2 separate regions of the Capra hircus genome follow, and region 1 is linked to region 2. The links are chromatin contacts, called in public Hi-C maps. All regions are on one chromosome and are shown on one strand. Each heading gives the region's core, a stretch centred on a gene start, on an enhancer-like site or on the middle of the called end of the contact. The rest is flanking DNA. Distances are from core to core; before and after follow the strand shown. Region 1 has its middle 73 kb from the start of FAM65B. Region 2 overlaps FAM65B (protein FAM65B).

Region 1 (3,186 bases), core at 389-2,888, 150 kb before region 2:
TCCCCCAGGAAGCCAGCACACACTCAGCTTTCTACACTAAGCCCCAGCATATTAATCAGAGAGCTGTTTTCACTATTTGTGTTGCTTTCCCTGGGGGGAGGCCATCCTGAATCAGTGTCCTGATTCCATCCTTAACAAGCTACATGAGCTCAAGCAAATTATTTAACCTCTCTCCACTTCCACTTCCCCACAAACCAAGAGGAGATAGTACCTGCTCCACTTGGAAAGCAGAGCTTCTCCCTCTTAGCTGCCTGGTAGAATCACCAGAAGATTGTTGTTTTCAAATGTCAGTGCCTGGGCCCACACCAAGTAATTACATCAATGTCTCTGGGAGTGGAGCCTGGGGAAGAACATTTTTTGGAAGCAGCCACAATAGGGACCACTGTCCTGGAGGAGTCAATTACACAAGCTTGTGAAAAGTGCCTCGATGCCTATAAATCGCTATACAAATCAGAATTTTTGTCTTTTAATTTCATTAAACTGACCCTCATGGAATGTGGGCTATGTATCCTAGAGGACCTTGTTCTAGAGAAGATGAAGGAAACTAAAACCTAATCTTTGCCACTGGGGATTTACCAGACTAGCAACTCACCAGATAGTAGAGATGTGTGTTATCTTGTAATTGTGTATTATGAAGGGTAACACAGTCAGGTCATGGTCGAGGGCTTATGCCTGGCCATTATCATTGTACCTCTCTGCTTATCTGCACGTAAGTAGACAGAGCATCCAGAAGGTTCTCAGGACAAAGGCCATGTCTTACCTACCTGGTACGCCAACAGCAGGCACAGTGCCCTGCACTGGGAATGAATAAAGTCCTGGTGGGACCTGAAAGGGGAAGAGAGGGAGGGTCACTTCTGCTTGGGAAGATGGGCCAAGGCTTCACAGAGAGACTGACATTTCCAGGGGGCCTTCAATGGATGGTTAGGACTTTCAGAGAGAAGCAGACAGGCCTGGGAGTTCTGAGCAACTGCGACAGTGTCATCAAGAGTCATGGAGAATGGCAGAGGCCACAGTGGTGAAGGGGGACTGGAAGGCAGGGAGATGAAGGCAGGGAGACCCAGTAGCACATAACGGAGTGGTGGGTCTGAAAGCAGGTGGTGGGGGGGCCATAGTGTGGCAGGGAAAGGGGGCAGTAGGTAGGAGTGGCAGGACTCAGCCAAGAGAAGAGAAGGACTTCCAAGGGTGGGACAGGTAGTGAATAAGCACGAGTCACGGTTTGTATTGAAAAGAAACCACGTCAGTGCTGAGGATGCGAAAATAGATCAGAAGGTCCTCTGGGCTTAGTCCTTCTTCAGAAAGGGAAAGTCAACCCTTATGAAGAAAATGAAGTCCTCTGGGGTACAGACCATGACTGCTGCTGCTGCTGCTGCTGCTGCTAGGTGGGCCATATAAGGTCCAGCTGACCATGCAAACACAGAACACCCTCATCATGCATTTGATAGTTTTTTCTTCATCTTATTGAGAAGATCGGGATACTGGCCATTTTCCCAAGCAGTATTAGGAAGACATTTTTTTAAAAACCGTCCACAGGCAAATCACAGTAGCAACTTGTGTGAAGCTAATCTAATAATTGCCCCTGGACCTTGGCTCCAAGAACCCCACCCAGCGTCTGGTTGAGCAAGAGGCTCACTCGGAACCTGGCGTGGAGACTCACGCGACATCCCATTCCAGGGCCGCGGGGCCTGGGCAGCAGCACCACACAGCATATGGCTTCTGGTTCCTCTAGGCTTTCAACCACCACAAAATTTGTTTGTTTTTCCCCAAAGGAGAGTGCTGTCTGGAAGCCAAAAAAGGAGAACGCTTCCTCTTTCTTAGCCCAGCTTAGATAGCTGTGCTGTGACCACCTGTTCTATCTGACTTCCTCTTCCAAACCCCTCTTCTTCTGTCAGTAGAATTCTCAGAACTCTCAGAGCTTTGTAAGTATTATCAGAAGCTTTTGCAAGACCAGTTGGTGATACAGTCTGTGCTCTATAGAACTGTCTCCACACTCAATGACTCATCTGCCCTTGGAGGACATGGGGGTGAAATGTACAAGCAGGAATGGAGAGTTCCAGGGCACTCTCGCTTGAACTGTGGTGCAGGCTTATGAATGCTCAACAGTAGAAGGAGATTGGCATTTGTGGGGGCAAGACAGGGAGAGAGGTTTGAAAGGGAGATGAAGCTTTAAGGCCAATAGACAATGATTTTGCCCTCAAAGAGAAACTAGTAATTTTTTTCAGATCTATCTTCTTTAGGCTATAAACCTCATGAGAACCATGAGGGGCTATGGCACCGTCATAGTTCATTTTTACCCCATAAAGTACTGACAGATACATAGTAGGTGCTTAATAAATGTTTATTGAATGAATGAACAAATGAATAAAGGTAGAACAGAGTCATAAGAGCATTGAAAAATAAGCCATTTAAAAATATACATTAATGTAAGAAGAGAGAACTGCGTTTATACATATTAACAGAATTCCTCTCTGGGGAGAAGGATTAGAGATTATTCTAATTGTTTTCCTTTTATAATTTTTTGTGATGGTTTCTATAATTGGCTCTTGTGTTTGCTTAATAGAAATGTTTTAAAGTAAAGATTCAAAATTTTAAAGGTCTGGACGGGGAGATACAACATGTAAAGCAGTTTTGTGTTGGGCATGTAATTATGAAGTTTCCTTTTGTTCACTTTCTGAAGTTCTGTTGCTTTTATCATCTGAAATAGTTTAATAAGTGTCTTAGTTCAGGCTGCTATGACAAAATGCTGTAGACTGGGTGGTTTATGTGTGTGCTAAGTCACTTTAGTCGTGTTCAACCCTGTGCGGCCCTATGGACTGTAGCCCACCAGGCTCTTCTGTCCATGGGATTCTCCAGGCAAGAACACTGGAGTGGGCTGCCATTTCCTTCTCCAGGGGATCTTCCTGGACAGAAATTCATTTCTCACAGTCAGGATGCTGGCAGATTCAGCACTGGTTTAGGCCACTTCCTGATTCATAGGTAGTGTGTCCTCTTGGGTTCTCAAATGGAAAAAGGGATAAGGGTCTCGCTGGGGTCTCTTTTATAAGGATACTGATCCTGTTCATGACCTAAGCACCTCCCAACGGCCCCACCTTCTAACACCGCCTCACTGGGGAGTTGGTATTTCAGCATAGGATTTTCAGGGGACACAGACATTCAGTTCACACACCAGCTTAGTGAGTTATCTTGGTA
Region 2 (3,428 bases), core at 371-2,870:
TTTGAATGCATGAAATAAAGCCCATAGTAATTCAAAGGAAACAAATGATATTGAAATATAGTTAATTCAGTATTGTCAGCACAGTGATCAAAATATTTTTGAAACCAAATGTGTGGTACAGTACAAGACTGCTGCTTTACGAACACATCTAACTATAAGATTTAGCAACGGCTCCAATAACTACTGAGATTTCAAAGTATTGAAATGATTTCTCAGGATGCCTGCAACAGTTGATGTAACATAAACGTAGACTTTTACCAGGTCCCAGTCGTATGGCTGTGGCTTGTTTTCTCCATTCATGATATACAGACATACTAGATTTCAGTTAGAGGTTAGTGGAAATAGCAACATGACTTTTCCTTTTTTCCCTCATCCAAGTTGATGGAGCACAGCTAAGAATCTCTGGCTTAGAAGCAGCCCTAGTTCAGGAGACCTCATTTCCACACATCTCTGAAGTCAGAAGAGCAGTTGCCAGTGAGAGTGGCCATTTTCAGTACACACGCTGAAGACAGAGCAGCGGCCTGTGCCTGTCTCAAAACTTTTGTAGGGTGTTGCAGAAAAACCCACCCGTGGAACCCTGCTCAGTGTTAGGTGACAGCCTGGATGGGAAGGGAGTTCGGGGGAGAATGGATACTTATATGTGTATGGCTGAATCCCTTTGCTGTCTACCTGAAACTATCACCATTATTGTTAGTTGGGTATACCCCAATATAAAATAAAAAGCTTTAAGAAAAAAAAAAAAGAAATAACCACCCCTGGTCAGGTGCCAAGACACGACATCATATTTGCTCACAAATTCAAGGTTGTTTTGTAATTTCAGCGAGAGGAGAAGGAAGGCCAGGACATCGGTAGCTTCTTACCTCACTTGACATCAGGTGGATTTGTGTCTTCACATAACCACAAAAAAACAGGGATATTATCACAAAGAGGGTTTAGGAATTGATGGTTCTGGGAAACTTTTGCAATGGCAGCAGCTGCCTGGGGGAGACAGAAGACAATTCTGACTGTGGGTGTCCTCAGCTGTTAAACTAGCTGTCCTCTGCCCCCACCAAGTTTCCTAAAGACTGGTCACAGTCCTGACATGTAGGATAACATTGTTGATAGATTTCTAGAAACAGTAATGCATTCCTTCCCAGAGACACCCAGTGCTCAGAGGAAGAAAATTGGTTTACAAAACTGAGACTTTGTTTTCAAAACTTTCCAGCTGCACAGAGTTCAACCTCAGGAAGTTTTCCCCAACTTTCTGAGCTATTTGAGGTACTGACATTTAAGAGTCAGAACCCCTAGCTTGCAAGTTAATCCTGAAGCCCTCTGCAAACAAAATCCAAATGGAAGCAACCCCTCAGCCAGGATGGGAGGGGAGTTTAGGGAAGAATGAATACATGTGTATGTATGGCTGAATCCCTTCACTCACCACCTGAAACTCTCACAACATTGTTAATTGGCTGTACCCCAATACAAAATAAAAAGTTTTAAAAAAGGATAGCATATGGAAGCAGCCCTTGTCCATGCTCACTGATCTGCCCAAGCCACAGGCCCGAGCCCCCAAAATGTGATGGGGGAAGAGCCTGCAGATACTGCCCCTGGGTGTCTGTGTGGGGCAGGGGGCGGCAAAAGCGTGCTCAGGAGGCTGGCACAGGGCCTTCTTCAAACACCAGAGGTGACAGCTGTGTGCTGTGCTTAGTCGCTCAGTCATGTCTGACTCTTTGTGACCCCATGGACTGTAGCCCCCCAGGCTCCTCTGTCCATGGGATTCTCCAGGCAAGAATACTGGAGTGAGTTGCCATGCTGTTCTCCCAGGGATCTTCCCAAGCCAGGTCTCCTGCACCGCAGGCAGATTCTTTACCGTCTGAGTCACTAGGGAAGCCCAAGAATACTGGAGTGGGTCGCCTATCCCTTCTCCAGCAGATCTTCCCAACCCAGGAATCGAACCAGGGTCTCTTGCATTGCAGGTGGATTCTTTACCAGCTGAGCTACCACCCAAAGCTTAAACTGGCCCCTGCAGGAGGGCCTCCATGGGGGCAGCCCCCAGCCACAGCGCTTTTTCCTCTTGATTTCTAACTGTAGCTGCTCTGTTGTTTAGGTCCTCAGACACTGAGGAAGTAGGCTGGGTGGTTAGACATCTAACCACAGGCAGAGATGGTGACGCTCCTTTGCTTCCACTGTTCCTTCAACATTAGACGAGGAGAGGACGTTTGTCCAAGAGTCATTTTGGGGGCCTCCTGGCACGGCAGCAGGAATCCTGCCTCACTCGCTTGGAGTATAGTTGAACTTCTTAGCTCTTTTGACTCCAAATTATTGTAAAGAAAAGTTTCAAACCTACAGAAAAGACTAGAATGTCGACCATCATATTACTTTATTTAGACTTACCAGTTGCGAACATTTTGCCATATTTGCTTTCCTTCTCCTGCATATACTCAGTTTTTTCCCTTTTTACTAAGTCATTCGATAGTAAGTGGTAAATAATGTGACATTTCACCCCATAAATATTTTAGCACGGATGCTTTAATGAGAACCTACGTAACACATGTATTCTTTGCATAACCACACACCATTATCACAGCAAAGAAAATTAATTACCAGTCATTGAATAGAATGATCTAACATCCTGTACATTTTCAGATTTCTCTTATTTGGTCCAATAATGTCTTTCATAACTCTTTTACTTTATTTACTTTCAAATCAGGATGGAATCAGAGTTAACACATTACATTTGGTTGTTATGTCTCTTTAATCGCTTTTAACTAGAATTTCTATCCAGTAGTACTACTGTCTTTTTATATAATCCAGGCCAGTTCTTTTAGAATCTCCCACATTCCAGATCTATCTGACTGTTTATAAGTTAATTTGGTCTCCTGTGCTCTAAATTTCCCACACACTAGAAGGCTCATATAGGCTTAGATAAAACATTTTGTCAAGGTTGCTCCATGAGCAGGGTCGTGTAACTCATCACAAACAGGTAAATGCCTCTGGTTTGAGCAGTGGTTATGAGAACATGGTGTGCTTTGAGAGAAGCTTCGTTCTAACACTGGTCCCCTGTGCTCTTTCTAGAACATGTGCGCCATTGAAGCGGAGCTGGAGAAGCAGCTGGGGGAGTTCTCCATCAAGATGAAAGGTATCCTCCCCTCTGTTTAGAGAGGCGGGCGTCAGCCCTGCAGAGCTCCTCCAGGCGTCACATCACATACTCTATTGTCCTTGCAAAGATACTAGGCCACCTTCTCTTAGCCCTCCCCACTTAATTTATTGATGCTCCAGAACCTTCTCATCCTGAGCCTTGCCTACACACTTCAATATTTACTATGACAGGATCTCAAACATACACAAACATGGAGAGAATATCACGAGGAACCCCCATAGACCCATCACCTTGATTTAATAATTAGCAAGGTTTTGCCACCTTTGCTTCATCTGCTTCCTTGTCTTTGTTT

Evidence for each region. Hi-C and Micro-C count contacts between places; a contact is called where the count stands out from the background.
Region 1: a Hi-C map of liver shows a contact between it and region 2, with 2.2 times the contacts expected there. The contact joins two enhancer-like sites. A contact is called at or near these places in 3 of 5 Hi-C or Micro-C datasets (blood and liver).

What each region holds. Positions count from the first base shown.
Region 1 is chr23:17,154,148-17,157,333 of ARS1.2, reverse strand. No RefSeq gene overlaps it. Among named protein-coding and RNA genes, the nearest start is that of FAM65B, 73 kb to the right of the region's middle. Within about 2 kb of position 1,638, at least 1 of the 5 cell types and tissues checked has an H3K27ac peak or open chromatin away from gene starts, as enhancers often do.
Region 2 is chr23:17,007,678-17,011,105 of ARS1.2, reverse strand. It overlaps FAM65B (protein FAM65B), which reads left to right. Exons shown (of 22, transcript XM_005696773.3): 8 at 3,052-3,115. Among named protein-coding and RNA genes, the nearest start is that of C23H6orf229, 40 kb to the right of the region's middle. Within about 2 kb of position 1,620, at least 1 of the 5 cell types and tissues checked has an H3K27ac peak or open chromatin away from gene starts, as enhancers often do.